2 separate regions of the Mus musculus genome follow, and region 2 is linked to region 1. Evidence: chromatin contacts called from public Hi-C data. All regions are on one chromosome and are shown on one strand. Each heading gives the region's core, a stretch centred on a gene start, on an enhancer-like site or on the middle of the called end of the contact. The rest is flanking DNA. Distances are from core to core; before and after follow the strand shown. Region 1 overlaps Pam (peptidylglycine alpha-amidating monooxygenase). Region 2 holds the start of B230216N24Rik (RIKEN cDNA B230216N24 gene).

Region 1 (3,826 bases), core at 399-2,898:
CATGCAAATAGTAACAAGGCCTTTGAAGGATTCATGCATGGTGGCACTTGTATGGGACCCTAGCACTTAGAAGAACACTGTAACATCAAAGTCCGTCTGGGCAAAGTAGTGAATTCCAGGACAGTCTGGGCTACACAGTGAGGCACTCTCCTTTAACTAGAATGACAAAAAAACAAAACAAAACAAAAACAAACAAACAAACAAAAAAAAAGAGAGAGTTAGTTTAGCGATGGAGAACAGTTAAGAGCCAAGGCTGCTCACATCTCATTGTTGTCTGTCTTCTAGCTCTCTTCTTTTGCCCCACCTACTTATCTGCTTTGATTGGCAGGAGGGTGTTCTGGTCCCTGGACTGCCTTGTCAATGAGTTGCTGATGCTTTTGCTTGTCTTCTCCCTTAGCAATTTGGCAGTTAAATGAAACTTTTTACATCAACTGACAACTTCTATTGGTTGCTCAGATTCTCAGGTATGTATATGACCAGTTGATTCAAGTGATTCAGTTAGGGCAGGGATCTGAGTTTACCATGATCATACTTTCTAAGACTAAACCCTCGAGATTAGTTCCACGACTCAGATGTGTAATGTCTTTGGTCTTTTTTCTAAGATTTTTATTGAGGTCCTAAAGAACACACTCTGGTTTGTTCTTCATAAGAGGATCTACATTATTCAGATTTAAGAAGTGATATCTTGCTTTATCTGAAGACATTATTCTATAAATTCTGGGCTTATTTGTCATGAAGGTTTCCATATCAAGAAAAATTTCTGGTTTTTAGACACATGAGCTCAATGGAGTTTTACTCCTTGTTTAGTTGGCATAATTATTACTCGTTACAGGTCAGACTGCAATAAATTTAAAATAAAACAATTTTATCATATCTGATCTAAAAAAATTATCTACTTGGATGAGCTAAATATTATAGAATTATATTTATATGAGTGTCTGTCAGCTCTCCTGCACCTTCTGAAGAGCATGCCAGTGAGAATGCTTTAGATAAAAAGGGGACATTTTTCTAGGAAAACTTTTGTAAGTGGAATATTCTAAAGAGACTCAGTTAAAACTGATACAGTCAGAAAATTGTGACATCTTTCTCTTTGAAGATTTAATACATCCCCAACATTTTTCAGTGATATTCTCTATGGAGATTTTATCCTATAAAATACCAGTTCTACATACACAATGAAGAAGAGCATTGTGAAAATTTTATTGAATGTTACCTTTGAGAAATACTGGGTTTGGAGGACGCTGTTCCAAATAGCCTGCAAGAGCTTCTTGAAAAGCCTCTTGCTTCGTGCTGAGATTTGCAGAAAATATGGATTGATTTTCCTCTGTGGGTGTCAGAAGGAGGGCATATGCCTAAAGGGAAAAAAAACTGTAACTGAATTGCCTTCCTTTTCTCTTGCCTTTCTGTAATCCTCTCACCAGAAGTCACGGAATTTAGTAGCACTTCACCTCCCCCACAAGATCTAATGCTGTAATATTCCTTCTGTGGCTATGTTTGGCACTCTTATGAGTTCGCCTACAAAACTGATGCATTAGAGAAGGATGGTGAGACATTGTCATGGCCTAGTATGTGCATCCCAGAGAAGAGAGGAGTAGCCTGCAGCCCCTATCTAAAGGGTTAATATTTAGAGTCAGACAGATCTGGGCTCCTTGCCTGAACATTCTGAGTCAAAAGACTTGGAGCAGGGCCGAGTGCTATTTTAACCAGCTGCTCAGTTTATACTTATCTTTGGGCAAATTTGGGAAATAATGATGAAAGATTTCATTCTCATTTTCTTCATTCACAATGTGGGAAATGTTAAAAAAAAAAGTAAAATTAGATAGTATGAATGACGATATCCCTGAAAAAGTCCCTACATGATGCTTGGAATATGATGTGTACTATGTAAGTGGTAGAGCCCCATCTCGTAACACACTGTGGGAGAAATTGACTAGCCCTTTAAAGAAAGTATAAATGATTTCCTTGAATAGACCAGTGGCAGTAGAGCTTCTACTTGAGGTTAAAGAGGACAACTCTTTCTTCTGGTCTTCCATAAGGGATATCTTACACAACTTGACTTTTCCATTCATTAGTCAATTACCCTGATATATGTCCCACATCCTTATTTGTGTTATCTTTATCAACTGAGCCATATAAATGCATGTGGGTCTGTTATAAAGGGGGAAAGTACCCATCCGTTCACTCATGAATTCCACGTGTGGTGGAGTACCTGCTGTCAGTCCTTTTTCCGGGTGACAGAGGTGTATGGGTGAGGCTGGCAGCAGGAGCAGTGGGAGCAGCAGCAGCAGCAGCAGCAGCAGCAGCAGCAGCAGCAGCAGCAACAGCAGCAGCAGCAGCAACAGCAGCAGCAACAGCAGCAGCAGCACACCACAGTTACTCCATGCTCAGGATGAGCTAGCTGTTTTCATGGAGCAATAAGAGCCCCGCCAACCTTCCTGTCTAACTTACATCTTATGACTACAATAAGTATGGAGTCACTAGGGCTTCAACTATCTTTCTGAAGTCACAGAATCAAGGTTATAGAGTATAGCTAAAAAGGAGTCTCAGTACTTCTGTGAGATACTTTAGTGTTTGCCCAGTTTATGCAGAGTTCGTTGGTTATTTATTCACTATGAGTAAGTTGGTGAATGACAATCAGTACCTGAAACTATGTCTGCATCTCCCCATTAAATCCCTCTTGTTAAGCAGGGCACACATTTTAACAATCTTTGTGGTAGTTGAATTTGTAGTCATTGACCATAGAAAAACAACACATTTTACTGGACTACATATATATATAAAATGTATATGTGTTAAAGGCATGGGCAGATGAAGGACAGGTTTGAGTTATACCACCTTCACTATGTTTTATTGATGTTGAAATTGTTTTGTTAGTAGAAAACAAACTGTTTCCCATTCATTACTTTCTGATCACAGTCTGCCCTCCCTATCTCCTTCCAGATTTCCCCACCTTCCCATACCTCCAACTCCAGGCCTTTTCTCTTTTCTTTCTCTCCCTCTTAAGAAAACAAACAGGCACATAGAAAAGATAAACAAAAACAAAACAAACAGAAAAAGAAAAAAGAGTATGTAAAATGTATACACATATAGACACACACATGTCCATATACACAAAACCCATAAAAACACAAAATCAGAAAACATAACATACAAGCAAAACAGCAGTAACCTTAGAAAAATAAAAGCCCACACAAAGCAATATGAGACAAAAAAAATTCTCCGAAAATATCTTTGAGTATGTTTTATATTGGCCATCTACTGTTGGGCATGCCCTTCAGTGAGATATGCCCTTAGATAAACTAATTTTTCAGTTACAAGTAGTAATCATCTATTGGAAGTTCTTGTCTGTTTCTCCATCTCAGTGCTGGGAGCACATCTGGCTTGAATCCATGCAAGTTCCATGCATACTACTACATTCTCCATGAGTTCATATATGCACCAGTTCTTTTGTATCTGCATGGCCTTGTTTATTTGGTATAGACCATCCCCTCTGGTTCTCACAGTCTTTATGTCTTCTCTTCCACAGTCTCCTGAGTCCTGAGGGGAGAGATTTGATGATGACATCTCATTTAGGACTGAGTGTTCCGAGGCCTCCCACTATATACATTGTCCAGTGTGGGTCTCTGTGTTCGTTCCCATCTATAGGAAGAAGCTCTCTTATGATGGCTGAGCAAGACAGTGATTTTTGTTGTTAGGAGTAATTTTACTCCTACGCTCCTTTAGCAGAACAATAATATTTAAGTTTCCCTAGATCCATGGCCTATCTAGTCTTAGGCTCTTGGCCATCCAAACATTGTCATGGAATTTATCTCATGGAGTTGGCTTT
Region 2 (3,792 bases), core at 646-3,145, 45 kb before region 1:
GATGAGCTGGCACACACAGTTATGAGCACGAGGGATTGAATTCAGAGGCCCTCATGAATATTACACAAGCATTCTACCTATCAGCTATATCCTCAATCCAACAGATGTTGTTGTTGTGGGTTTTTTTTTTTTAAATCATGCCATATGTGTAGAGCAATATGTTTTTTATACTTAGTGTATATGGTGTGTACATGCACATGAGCACGTGTGCATGCTATAGCATGCATGTGAAAGCAAGGAAGCAAGATAACAGTTTTCAGGAGTTGGCTCTCTCCTTCCACCATACAGGTCTGGGATGCTCAGGTTGTCAGAGCTCAGTATCAAGCAACAGACTTGACCAGCCATCTCCTTGGCTCTCAGTAGTACTCCTGCTTACCTACCATCTTGCTGAACTTGGTCTGTTTTGCTTTTCAAACAGGATCTCAGAAAGCACAGATGAAAGAACGGAAGCTTGATTGGAAAGCTCTCTCTCGTTAACTGACTTAATGGCATGCTATGTTTTCCTGAGACTACATGTTACAATTCTGCTCTCATTTTTTCTCAAGCTCTACAGGAGTGAGAACCCCCCAACTTGTCAATTAGGTTCAAAAAAAACCTCTATATTTTTTTCAGATTGGAAATTGGTACTGTTCTATTCCATTTACTGTTTTTGAAGCCACTGGTCTGGTTAGACATTTGTAAACTGTTTACTTACAAAGGAAACATTAAGAGGCAGGCGTGGCATCATCTAAATTGAAATAGAGATAATAATAGTGCCTTTGAAAGAGCTAAGATCTAAGTATATAGTACAGAGTGACAACCTTCAGTTTATATTGTGCTGTGACTGTCTTAAGGAAGACCTGCCCACTTTCTTGCTTATCCTTACAATTGCAGTAGTTACAATAAAAATTAGATCCCGGTATTGTTGAAAAACATGTCAATCAAATATGCACGGGAGAGAAAACAATAGTTTTCATACTACAGATGATAAATTATATACTTATTAAAGTGTTGCAACCGATCAGATAAGCAGAGGATATCATTATAGCCTCAGTTTGACGCTGGCACATGGTTATTTTCAGCAATTACTCTAAACCTGGTGTTGTTAAAAGGGCTTGTGTTCTCTTCAGCATGGGTGGCAGAGGCAAGGAAGAACAAAGAGTTCAAAGGAAAGCTTTATGTTCTGTGTGGCTTTCCAGGGAAGGGCATCATTACAATAGAATTTATTCTGCCTTTGACACAGACGACTTCACCAAGAAAACTGTAGCATCAAGTCCTGCTTTCCTGGCTGATTTTATCAGGGTGTAATAACTAGCCATTTCCCTGGAGGTGTTTTCTGCATAAGTGACCTGTTGGCAAGGATTTAGTGGAGCTCAGAGATTAATGGACCCACAGCTGCCACCTTCCAGAGAAATAAATAGAAAGAATCAGTTGTCATTGTTATCAGCATGCAGACATCCTAAGGCACAGATGTGGGCTTTCTTTTCAAAGTGAATCAAGCATTCACTCTCAAGGAAAAGGATATTTGTAATGCAATAATATTAATGCTTGTTAAGTGAGAGAATTATATATGAAGCTAGACTTCTGTTACCTCGGAGCATTGGGTATTGACCTATGCCTTCCTTAGAGCTCTGTGTGTGAAAAGGATGTTGCCAATGGAACGGTGTAATGACATTTGCCATTAAGAAGTCATGCTGAAATTAGTAATTCCAGAATTCACTGAGTTCTTCTGCTCTGCGTCACAGTTGCTGCCTCTGTGACAACCTTCCTTTCCTACTTAGCAAATCCAAGCCTGGTCGCTTGAGCCCCAGGAAGTTGTTAAAGCAATTAAAGGCGGCTGTCTCCCAGCACATTGCTCCGTTACCATAGTAGCCTCTGCCTCCAAGTCTCTCCTGATGATGTCAGTATGCATACACGGGTTGCTCAGAGCATCTACGTGGGGATGATTCATCCCACAATAAAGCCCCTCTCCTGTTGCTCTCCTGCCAGTGTGATTAGCAATGGAGGGTAAGTGCTTTGTTTAATATACTATTATAAGAATTACCAAATGTCTCTATTATTTTGCTTTAGGTTTCTTGTGTTCTAAAATATACTTCTAACTGAAACATAATATATAGGAACAAGCTATAAATCTGTTGTCGGGGATTGGCTAAAATTTTCCTATATATTATGTGTATGTGTGCATATGTGTGTTCACATGTAGGGGTGGGCTTATAAAAATCACTGTGAATGCACAATGTAATACCTCTTACCCCCTGATAAGCGAAACCAGCATGCACACTATAGCTTTCCTTTTAAACTGTTTGCATTCCATAAAAAAAAAAAAAACTTAACATATTTTTTACAGGTGTCATAGGGCAGCTAAGGCTCTTAGAAAGTATGTGAATTATACATTTTTTTACTGATATTTTATCCATCTTAAGTGATAATAACAGGATATGGGAAGGTATTGTCGGAAGTTCAGTGTCTACTGACAGTCATAATTGCATACTTCAATCCTACTTCCATATGTTTCTAATATTGCAGAGGAGTGAACTTGGTGCTTGATGAAATACTTACGTATGCCTCCCTTCCTGAGGCTGAGCATTTGTCTTCACATCTCTGCAAAGAGGACTGTGCAGTCTCTTATGGTGTCAGGGGGAGAGCTATGAGTGAAGAGTCCCTTCTGGAAGTTAGTTTTCTGTTTCAGCTTTTCTCCCCCAAACTGTCTCATCAAGAAATCCATAGACCTCTCTTCTCCATCACCACACCACGCATTCTGCCTGTGGTTCCTTCCCTGGATCCCCAGTAAACAATTTCAGTACATCTGGTAGTGAGCTTTAAGGAGAGTAGAAAAGGGTGATTTCTAACTGTTAGTAAATAGCTTCGCGAGAGGACAGGGGCTTGAGAATGGCTCGTACAGAGACTACCCATCCTTCAGGAAGCTGAACCTTTGTTCTGTATAGAAGTCAGGCGCATGGCTTAGTTGACAGGGACAAGAAGTGGTTTAGACTGTTTATTTCTAGAGTCTTGTATTTTTAGAATACCGTGGAATATGGTCTATATAATTTGTTTCTGGGAAATTATGTTAATGGAACATTAATGCTAGATGTAGGTTTCTATAAAGAGTAAGTAAGAAATAATGGTTGTAAGAGTATAAAGCCATACTAAAAGTTACATTCAGCTCCTTGGAACTGAAGGATGTGTCATATGTATCATAAGTGTTTATTCTTTGAATTTTCCCAGTCTTGAAACTATATTAAAACAGTGTTAAATTATACTTGCCCTTGTGTTTAATAAGTTATTCATTAATTGCTATTAGAAACTGATTCTCATAAGTAGAAGCAAATTCATCTACATTACAGTAGAGTAAATGTTGAAGAAATTGACTCAACCTAAACTGATACCATACTTGTAAAATCTCTTATTGAAATACACTCATAATGCTTGTGTTAGAAATAAAACTAATACGCTTCATGCTAAATTTTATCTTATTTTTTTCTGCTCATGTTTGCAGCAATACAACCTAATTCATTAGCTAACTGAATTCACAGTTTAAAATATATATTCAGTTTCAACTTTAAAAGTTGAAAATAGTCATTTTCCAACTTGACCGTGCTAGCCATACTCTGGGGAAAATACACTTCAGGAGTCCAGCCTTCTTCCTGTTTGAGTTAGAAGCAGTCCCAGGCTATTCAGGAAGAGTGATCTTTAAAATTGCCTTAGGAGAGGGTCTCTTTTATTTTCGTGTCATAATGAAAGTTTTAAGTTTAACAGTTACATTTGTTCTTGCTGAAGCGTGGAGATGCCAAGTCTAAAGACTTGACAGCTTGA

What was found. Hi-C and Micro-C count contacts between places; a contact is called where the count stands out from the background.
Region 2: a Hi-C map of cortical neurons shows a contact between it and region 1, with 2.0 times the contacts expected there. The contact joins the promoter of B230216N24Rik here to the enhancer-like site in region 1. A contact is called at or near these places in 1 of 39 promoter capture datasets (neural stem cells), 6 of 484 Hi-C or Micro-C datasets (adipose-derived mesenchymal stem cells, cortical neurons, embryonic fibroblasts and 3 more), 2 of 115 datasets of contacts at active chromatin or transcription factors (embryonic stem cells and pancreatic cancer cells) and 1 of 9 other capture datasets (adipose tissue).

Annotation. Positions count from the first base shown.
Region 1 is chr1:98,000,798-98,004,623 of GRCm38.p6, reverse strand. All of the region lies in intron 1 of Pam (peptidylglycine alpha-amidating monooxygenase), which reads left to right. Among named protein-coding and RNA genes, the nearest start is that of B230216N24Rik, 45 kb to the left of the region's middle. Within about 2 kb of position 1,648, at least 61 of the 459 cell types and tissues checked have an H3K27ac peak or open chromatin away from gene starts, as enhancers often do. A contact at or near this core is called in adipose tissue, adipose-derived mesenchymal stem cells, cortical neurons and 2 more, where this site is marked.
Region 2 is chr1:98,045,896-98,049,687 of GRCm38.p6, reverse strand. B230216N24Rik (RIKEN cDNA B230216N24 gene) reads left to right here and starts at 1,895. Exons shown (of 3, transcript NR_037993.1): 1 at 1,895-1,986. All of the region lies in intron 1 of Pam (peptidylglycine alpha-amidating monooxygenase), which reads left to right.